Linked DNA regions of Mus musculus: region 1 is linked to region 2. Evidence: chromatin contacts called from public ChIA-PET data. All regions are on one chromosome and are shown on one strand. The core of a region is the stretch at or near the end of the contact, and the rest is flanking DNA. Distances in the headings are between cores, read along the strand shown. Region 1 overlaps St6galnac5 (ST6 (alpha-N-acetyl-neuraminyl-2,3-beta-galactosyl-1,3)-N-acetylgalactosaminide alpha-2,6-sialyltransferase 5). Region 2 overlaps Ak5 (adenylate kinase 5).

Region 1 (4,757 bases), core at 1,836-4,335, 450 kb before region 2:
AAAGGTGAAGGGATTGGGTTTTTATTTCCAACAGATTCAGAAATCTGAACTTGGACAATTCCTGTAGAGTTAACTGCTCCCTGGACTCTTGGGAAGACCACCATTTAACAGCTTCATTGGTAACTTCCATTGGCTCTTGGTTTCTACCTGCTGAGTCTGTGACCTGGTGAGGCAGCCATCATGGCTGCAGAAGCGTGTGGTAAAGTCTCCCATCTTGTGGATAATACAAAGCAGACCTGGAATGAAGGAAGGGGTCAGGCCAAGATATAGCTAGTGGCCAAGGACATGTCCCCAATGACCCAGTTCCTCTAACTAGGCCCCACCTCCTCCTTTTCACTTCCTGCCATCATGTTACGACTCCATCAGGGGACCAATCCATCCATTACACCACAGCCTTCTGAGTCAATGCAATGCAAATGCCTTTACAAACACACAAGAGGTACACTTTTAAAACGTCCTACATGATTCTCAATCTCATCAAGTTGACTGTGGTCATAAACATCTTGGCCAAAACAAAACAAAACAAAAACCAAGCAAACAAAAACAAAACCTAGGGTCTTGAGATGTCTTGATTTAGAGTAATCACAATAAGGGGAAACTGTAGTCTTCAGATGGAACAGGGTGGGGGCTCTGCTTACAAAAGATTTATTTGTTTGTTTATGATTAGGTCTTCCTATTCAGTGCTGGCTGATGTAGAATTCCGTGTGGACCTGGCTTTTCCAAAAACCCCTGCCTTTGTCTCCCAAGGTCTGAGATTATAGGTATATACCACTACTCATCGTTGGAATAGATACTCCTTACGTAGGATAGAGTACCTACCTTCTCAGTAGAATGTCTTTTAATTCCCAGTGTTTCTATCTACAAATTAAAACAAAGGGGGTGGGGGGCAGACCTTATCTTTCAGTTTTATCTGACAAAGGTTTTGCTGGATATGGTTTCTGCCTCACACCCTTCAAAGACAAATAGTTTTTCTTCAGGTGCCTGTGGCGAACTTGGCATTATTTTCTGTCTTATTTCTTCTCCAGAGAAATGGCCTGCATTAAAAACACTCCCCATGTCTAGGCCATCTGTGTGAAGCCAGTGTTCTGACAGTGGCTGCATCCATAGCCAGTGCCCAGGCCTCCTGAGATCACAAGCTACCGTTTGCCTCAGTGATTAGATACTTGGTTCATCCACTCTAGACAAGAATGGCCACTTCAGAACGAAGCTGTGCTTGTGCACAGGTGTGTGTGTGGGAGGGGGGGGGTGAGGAAGCAAACATGAATCACTACACAAACAGGTCAATGTGAGAATGTCTGTCAGTGGCTAGGAGTGCTAAAGGCAAAGAAGTGAGCACCAGGAGAGACAGAGATGGTGGTCAGAGACTGGCAAGAGACAGACTGGCTCCCACTGCTAAATCTAGAGTCCCTGGGGACTTGCAGGTACAAAGTGACAGCTAAATAGCTCATGGCTGGCTGGGCAAGAAAGCCTGTGGCATCGTATCTGTGGTTCGTGGCTTTGGAAAACTGAATCTAAACCTAAAGAAGTAACTTAACAACCTACAGAGGAGCTACGGCCCTGACAGTTGCTAAGGTTAGCTTGGCTGATCCATCATTCCCTCTGGTACTAGGCGAAAAGGAAGGACAGAGGAGGAAGAGGGGGAGGAAAAGAGGGAGAGAGGGAGGGGAGGAAGAGGGAGAGGAAAAGAGGGAGGGCGGTGCTGTGGGAAATATTAAAAAATGAAGAACCATCATGCTCCCGCACTTGTGCCTCTAACTCTTGGCTGGCTGGTGGGCAATGGCCTGGGAAACTCTAACAGCTACACCTTACCCCTCTGCAGTCTGTTCCAAAGAGGACCTAACTCTCTCCTGCTTTGCCCTCTTCTTCAGTCCAACCCGGAAGTCCCGCCTACTCGCCCAGTGATTGGCTCCTTTATTCATTAGAGGATTGGTTCACAAGAAGCCACCTGAGTACATTACTGTCCTGAGAGAGCAAGCAGCATAGAGCCATCCACAGCAGGGAGGGGAAGAGGGAGAGAGGGAGGAAGAAAGAAAAGAAAGGGATGAAGCTAGAAGCCTTGCAGATGTGGGAAGTGGTGTGTGTATGTGGCGATCAGAGGACAACCTTAGCAGTCATACCTCAGATAACACCCATCTTTTTGTTTGTTTCTTTGTAACAAGTCCTCTCACTGGCCTTGAAGAGGTTTGTTAGTCAGCCCCAGCGACCCGCCTGTCTCCGTCTCCCTGTGTGCTGGATTGCAAGTGCACATTGCCTCTCCCTACTTTTTACATCTGTTCTGGGATCTAGCACGTGTCCTGGTCCTTTCAAAGCAAGCATGTTACCCACCTGGGAAGTTAGCTCTTTGATACTATTGTCCGGCTGACTAGTCTTAGCTCACAGCATCCTGGGCTCTGCACCTGTATGGCTCAGACTTTGTCTCAAGGTTTTAATTGGCCGATTATGTCACCATCATCATGCCCCGAGGCCACCCGCCCTCTTTTGAGCCTCACAAAGGTATCGACCTCCCATGTCTTCTTTTGTTTAGGCTTCCGGGTCTGAACTTTGGGTTCTCTAACTGCATTCAGACTCTGGAAAATGAAGGTTTTCCAGGTTACCTTTGAAAGATCTTTGAGTGATGGGTTCCTTTCGGCCACACAGAATTTTAAGAGTGGAAAAAAAAAAAAAGACCTGTGGATTTAGTCAAACTGCAGCAGCATTTTTTTTTTTCCCTCAGAAATAAAACCTGTCAGTAGCTAGCCCTGGGGAATGTAAACATACCCTTACCTGTAATTAACCTAGGGCTCTCGGTTCTTGATGCAAATGGAGTTTTAGTTGTTTCCTTTATAGAGGAGCAGGAAGCCTGCATTTCAGTGGAGAGCCAGATCTCTGCGGCAGCTCTCTCCCATCTCCTTCTAGAGAGCCCCAGTGAAAATGATAAAGCTAGAGCCGCATTTGATGTAAGACATATGGTAGCTACTGTAATAATATTATCACCAGCTTCTTCAGTGGCTTTGTCAGTCAGGTGCAATTCCACATATTGTCTGAGATAAGAGAGTCCACCCCCAACCCCTCCTCCCACTTCCTGTTGTTGACAGCAAGGCCTTCCTAAAAGTGGCCTAAGAGCTTTGTGACAGATGTGAGGTTCCCGCTTCAAATGTGAGTAATTAGGCTGAGACTAAGGACTGCATGTTAAAGCCTGACCACGCGAGAAGAGAAGAAACCCAGGGAACACTGTGAATATTTCTGATAGTCATTAGCAGGCTAAGCGGGGAGCTTTTGCTAGCTAGTTCTGACGAATCTAGAGGAGGGAAAAGAAGAAAGCAAAGCAAAAAGAAAAAGAAAGAAAGGAAAGGCACCTCGCCCTTTAGAAATCCTCTGTGGGGTCTTCAGCTACGATTTTGACATTTCAAGCTAATCAGGGACATTATAAATTTGTAGGTAACATTTAAAAGCTATACACAGCACTCAAGGAGTTGGCCGTCACCACGTTCATCCCATTGTGCTTTGGGTTGTTCTGTGACTCAAGCTTTGCTTTGCTTGATTGCTAATTTAATAGGAGTTACTTCTGCACTCCAGGCCAGCGGGCACGCAATAAACATGGTTGCGTGAGGAGCTGGCTCCGCAGCGTGTCGTCCTGGGCTTGGTTCTGTGTACTCAGTCTCACAGACTCTGAAGACTCTAGCAGTGTGTTAAAATGGACACACCCCGCCTTTTAAAGAAAGATGTGAAAATAAATAATAAATAACAACAATGTGTCAAAGTGATTTTCATTGCTCGGATTAATAAAAGGAAGCTAACGCTGTGCCTGCATAGGAGGAAAATCACATTATATTTCTTTTTTTCCCTTTTAATGCCACCCCTTGTGCAGAATTTATTTTTCAAAAATCCCACCAAAGACCCATAAAGCAGTGAGTTCTATTCAGGAGTTATTATTTAGGCACAAATCATGGGCAGTCAATGTGCAGAGCACACTCTTGGTGAATTCAATAAATATGTATATGCAAAGTGCAGGTTGGCGAGTTATTCTGCTACGAAGTGCTAAATAACTTGAAGTAATGCCATTAACTTCAGAATGAAATTGGCATTTTATTACTTTGTTGTTAGATTTAAATTATTTGGTTAATTTCTTTTCTTTTCCCCCTTGTAGAGGAGAAATTGCCCACAGGTCAAAAACTTGGGTTGCTAAGCTATCACAAGAACTACAGACCTCTGGTGCTAGGATCTATAGAAAAACACTCAGGGTTTCCAATAAAGGCCTAGAGCAACCAGTAGACCAAGGCATTTTGATGCCTTTTAATTCAAGTTACAGAGAACAGTGGGTGCCTATAAAGCCTAGCCCTCTCCAGCCCCTGCTGGTGCAGCCACGAGTACAATTAAGCCCTGCTTCTCTTAATATATGCGTATTAGATTGATTTCCTCGACATGCCATGTTTAGCATTTCTCCCATGCTCAACAATAAGCATTCCCAAATCCATCCGGTCACTTCTTACCAGATGAAGCTGAGGGTCTGAGGAGAGCTGTCACTAAAGCAAAGACCAGAAATCACCTGACTCGTCAAACACTGAACTCTCTGCTAAAATAGCCAAAATGGTTTCTTCTGCACTAACCCTTTAAGACGTCAGAGCCAGGAAGCATTATTATGGAAGCAGAAGCGTTAGAAGGAAGCTGAGACCTGAGGAGGGAATAGCACCGCCTTAAAGTTCAAGACCTCCCCCGACAACCATCAATCACCACACAACATATCCAGGTCCCTGGCCACTCCAAAGTGCACAGCTTTC
Region 2 (4,864 bases), core at 1,863-4,362:
GTCCATTACTGAGGAAGCCACGGCAGGAGCTCAAGGCAAGAACTGAAACAGAAGCCAAAGCTGAAGAGGCAGGTCCTCTTCTCAGGTGCTTCTAGGTTTAGGTCAAGTTGGCAAAAAGCAACCAGCACAGTCATGGGCGGCGTATAAGATGGAGAGAGCAAGCTAAGTAGCAGCAAGTATTCACATCTCTCTGCTGATTATGGGTGCATTATTGCTGGAGCGTGCGTGCGTGCGTGCGTGCGTGCGTGTTTCAGGACCAAAGGAGGATGTTAGGTGCCTTCCTCTATTGCTTCCACCTGAGTTTTTGAGATAGGTTCTCTCACTGAACTGCAGCTTCCCCCCCCCCCTTTTTTTTTTTTTTTTGCCCAAGCTGGGTGGTTAGGATGCTCTTGGGACCCACCCACCTGTCTCTGCTTCCCAGTGCTGGGTGTGGCCGCAGACACTTGCTGCTGTGCCCGGCTTTGTAATGTGGATACTGGGAATTTGAATTCAGGTTCTTCTGTTCTCATAGCAAGTGCTCGTAGCCACTGAGCCTTGTCTCCATCCCCCAAAATAAAGATTTTTATCAAGTAGTGCCCATCCGGCACTCACCTTGCTGCCTCCTATGGCTTCTTCCTCGGGTCAGGCTATTGCCGCCTTGGGCTCTCCATGATGGCTTTTTTTTCCCATTTATTTTTTGTTTTATGGGGTTTTTTTATTAGGTATTTATTTCATTTACATTTCCAATGCTATCCCAAAAGTCCCCCACCCGATCCCCCACCCACTCCCCCACCCACCCACTCCCACTTCTTGGCCCTGGCGTTCCCCTATACTGAGGCATATAAAGTTTGCAAGACCAAGGGGCCTCTCTTTCCACTGATGGCCAACTAGGCCATCTACTGATACATATGCAGCTAGAGACATGAGCTCTGGGGTACTGGTTAGTTCATATTGTTGTTCCACCTATAGGGTTGCAGATCCCTTTAACTCCTTGGGTATTTTCTCTAGCTCCTCCATTGGGGGCCCTGTGATCCATCCAATAGCTGACTGTGAGCATCTACTTCTGTGTTTGCTAGGCCCCAGCATAGCCTCACAAGAGACAGCTATATCTGGGTCCTTTCGATAAAATCTTGCTAGTGTATGCAATGGTGTCAGCGTTTGGATGCTGATTATGGGGTGGATCCCTGGATATGGCAGTCTCTACATGGTCCATCCTTTTGTCTCAGCTCCAAACTGTGTCTCTGTGACTCCTTCCATGGGTGTTTTGTTCCCAATTCTAAGAAGGGGCAAAGTGTCCACACTTTGGTCTTCGTTCTTCTTGAGTTTCATGTGTTTAGCAAATTGTATCTTATATCTTGGGTATTCTAAGTTTCTGGGCTAATATCCACTTATCAGTGAGTACATACTGTGTGAGTTCTTTTGTGATTGGGTTACCTCACTCAGGATGATGCCCTCCAGGTCCATCCATTTGCTGGCTCTTTAGCCTGAGTCCTCTCCATCGCCCATTTCTAGTTGACCTTTCTGCCTCCTACAGAGCTCTGCCTAGTCACAACTTAACGGAGCCCCCTCCCCTCTAGAAAACAGCAACCCCCCCCCTACTCTGGCCCTTTGTCCTGCTCTGCCGTGCCTGCTATCCTTAGCTAGAGTATATTCGTTTATCATTGTCTGCCTTCCTCATTAGACTGTGAATTAGATGGAGAGTTAATTCACAATTCTTTAAGGAAGGGTTCTGGCCATGCCTGCGACTTCTGCGTTCCCCAGGCTCCTGCCAAACACTAGAGAAGGAGGTCTCCTCCCACCCCGCCCACAGGCCCCACCCCTAGGGAAGGAGGTCTCCTCCCACCCCGCCCACAGGCCCCTCCCCTAGAGAAGGAGGTCTCCTCCCACCCCGCCCACAGGCCCCTCCCCTAGAGAAGGAGGTCTCCTCCCACCCCGCCCACAGGCCCCTCCCCTAGAGAAGGAGGTCTCCTCCCACCCCGCCCACAGGCCCCTCCCCTAGGGAAGGAGGTCTCTTTTCCTCACACTCCTCCCAAGGCCCCTCCCCACACTGCACTGTTCTTTCCTTACCTTGCACACTTGTTTAATCAATCTTTTTAAAGGCAAAATCGTGTTGGTAGAAAATAGTTCTCTGGTCTAAAAGTTTTCTCAAGTTAGCACATGTCAAGTTTTGCATAATGTTTACTGGGAGAACGCCGCCAGCAGCGTTTCATTTGCTCCTAACCTGCCACGATGCCTGGTCCATCAGCTGCTACTGTGTGGAACAAGACACGTGGAACATGTCTCATGGGGTGTAAGATGCTGAAGTCTTTCTAGTGAGATAACAGCAGAAAGGACAGACCAGAAAGGAAAACCCTCCCGGTGGAACCCAGTACTGACTGAAAGACCTGAAAGACTGAAAGACTCACTGCAGACATGGGGGGGCGGGGGGAGGCAGGTTAGTCCAAGAGATCTGCTATTAATCTTGCCACATCCTCCCCTCCCAGAAGAATGTCTGAGGAGTCACATTTATTGTGATTTGGGGGTGCCGCTAGGCCCCATACTGACCACTCTCTCTGCTGTAGGGTGTCGTTCTGGAGCTGCTGAAGGAGGCCATGGTGGCCAGCCTGGGCAACACCAAGGGCTTCCTGATTGACGGCTACCCCCGGGAAGTGAAGCAAGGGGAAGAGTTTGGACGAAGGGTGAGCTGATGTTAGCAGTGCCCAATCGGGGCACAAGGACAGCACTCAGCTTAGGGGGTACACGCAAAGCCGCCTCTTACCCAGTAACACTGTCCAGATCTTGGCGTTACCAAAAGCGGAAACGTAAACTCTTTTTTTTTCCGAAGACGAAATACAAAACTAGGGCAGGAATGACCGGTCTAGCGAGGAAGCAGCAGCAGTCGGGCTCGGCCGGGTGTGGGGAGCGGAGCCGCCGGTGCCTCTTTGGTTCTCTCCACCTCTGCCTGTTCCTCTCTGTGTTGCTCATTTCTCTTCCTGCTCCAGGCTTCTCTCCTCTCATTTCAATGACCTCGCAGAAAACTAAGTCTGCCTTGGGGTGGCAGAGTGCCCCACAAAAGACCCACTGCTGCTTCCTTCACTTTAACAAGGACTCTGCTAATAGACCCAGCCTACAGGAGCCAGTAGGGGGCAGGCGGCACACCACCAGAGCCACACAGCCTGAGAGAGAAGGGCAGTGGCCCCTGGGCAGGGAATAGAGTTACATAGGCACAGAAGAGGGGAGAGATGCTGCGAGGACAGGATCCAGAATGCTTGCCACCCTCCATAACACTGTGCCATCCCCGACTTTGTGCCCTCCTTAGTGGCTCAGGGCTACCAGCTGTCACAAGAACCAGTAACTACCCACTACTGCAGCTGCCAGACGGTGACCTGCTTGGGCCAGGCCCTATGGTACATACTGTATACCTTGCCTGCAACTCTCCAAGTCTAGGCAAGTGACCATATTTGTTACACTAAGACTGACACCAAACCTCCAAGAAAGTCAGGTGTGCGTGGCTACTGTTTTATTCTGCAGTATTTTCATCTGAATTCTTTGAGTTGATGTTTTTAAAAAGTGGAGTGACCTTTTCAGTGAATAGAGTAAGAGGAATGCCATTCCTGGGGTTTGGAGGGCCAAGCAAGTGCACGGTTGCACCTCTCTGTGCAGGATACCTAATATAGGCGCTTGCAGAAGTTTGCTGTACCCTCGCCCCAACCACACAGCTTTTGGGGTCACCCAGTTCCATCACCTTCTAGCAAGGCCACAGGGATGAAGGCGATAAAACCTTGGGTTTCATCTACCCTTGAGTTTGCTTCATCAAGCTCCCCTCAGGAGTTCCTCCGTTGCCTAGCCCCCACTTTAACTAGAGCCAAGGGGTCTAGAGAGATGGCTCAGTGGTTAAGAACAATAGCTGCTTTCAAAGAGGACCTGAATTTGGTTCCCAGAACCCACAGGGTGCCTCACAACTTCCAGGAACTCTAGATACCAGGTACCCAACTCCCCCTCTGGACTCTGTGGGCACCAGGCACACGTACATGGTGCTCATCATATAAGCAAACAGGCACACACATACACATGCTACATAAAATTAAAAATATATATATTTCTTAATTAGTCAAAAAAAAAAAAAAAAACGCTTCATGATCCAGTCAGCAAAGATGGACGTGCAAGAAGGTAGATGGGGGGGAGGGGGGAAGCCTTGTGACAGATCTGTGTATAAGTGCAAACAATAGCAGAAACAAGCAGACATGCAAGCAGATGACTGTAACTGGCTTCTGAGTGATGCATACCCCTGCAGAGGATGTCACAGCCACCTTTGCTGAGGACAGAGGAACAGCAGTGCAGGCCACGCCCCAGCTTAGATGTTCGGGGTATAGAGGTCTTTTTTAGAATGTTCACTGAGAGATGTAGAGTTTTCTGAGTCTCCCATGCAGTCAAGAACACAATGGATTGTAAATACAGGTGTCTCTTATTCCAGCCCCTCGCTAAGGAAAAGCAATAATAAAACCATAATCCGAGTTCTTCATTATGAAGTTCTCCATAATTCAAACTTCATTTTGTAGCTTTTATTTTTTTTTATTTATTTTTTATTTTTTTTATTATGTATTTTCTTCAATTACATTTCCAATGCTATCCCAAAAGTCCCCGTTTTGTAGCTTTTAAAGCTAGATCTGATGGCAGATCCCAGCATGGATGCCCATGGAGTTACAAACCATGTTAAGCCATGGGAGGCACTCCTGGGGATCCAACCAACAGCCCACTGGCCACACACATCCCAGGACTGCTACAGACATTACGTCACAGTGTCAAAAGGTTTGGTGCCCCTGTCTGTCTGTCTTTCCATGCTGGTGAGCTTACAGTCTGCTGCAGAGGAGCATGCACAAGGCGCTTCCCTCACCTTCCACACAAC

What was found. ChIA-PET counts read pairs in DNA pulled down with a chosen protein or histone mark.
Region 1: an RNA polymerase II ChIA-PET map of memory CD8 T cells shows a contact between it and region 2, with 17 read pairs. The contact joins two enhancer-like sites. A contact is called at or near these places in 1 of 115 datasets of contacts at active chromatin or transcription factors (memory CD8 T cells) and 1 of 9 other capture datasets (embryonic stem cells).

Annotation. Positions count from the first base shown.
Region 1 is chr3:152,927,124-152,931,880 of GRCm38.p6, reverse strand. The region is part of intron 2 of St6galnac5 (ST6 (alpha-N-acetyl-neuraminyl-2,3-beta-galactosyl-1,3)-N-acetylgalactosaminide alpha-2,6-sialyltransferase 5); the gene reads left to right. All of the region lies in intron 2 of Gm46830 (a long non-coding RNA gene), which reads right to left. Among named protein-coding and RNA genes, the nearest start is that of Gm46830, 30 kb to the right of the region's middle. Within about 2 kb of position 3,085, at least 80 of the 459 cell types and tissues checked have an H3K27ac peak or open chromatin away from gene starts, as enhancers often do. A contact at or near this core is called in memory CD8 T cells, where this site is marked.
Region 2 is chr3:152,476,134-152,480,997 of GRCm38.p6, reverse strand. Ak5 (adenylate kinase 5) reads left to right here. Exons shown (of 14, transcript NM_001081277.2): 12 at 2,541-2,657. Among named protein-coding and RNA genes, the nearest start is that of 3110067G11Rik, 11 kb to the left of the region's middle. Within about 2 kb of position 3,112, at least 264 of the 459 cell types and tissues checked have an H3K27ac peak or open chromatin away from gene starts, as enhancers often do. A contact at or near this core is called in memory CD8 T cells, where this site is marked.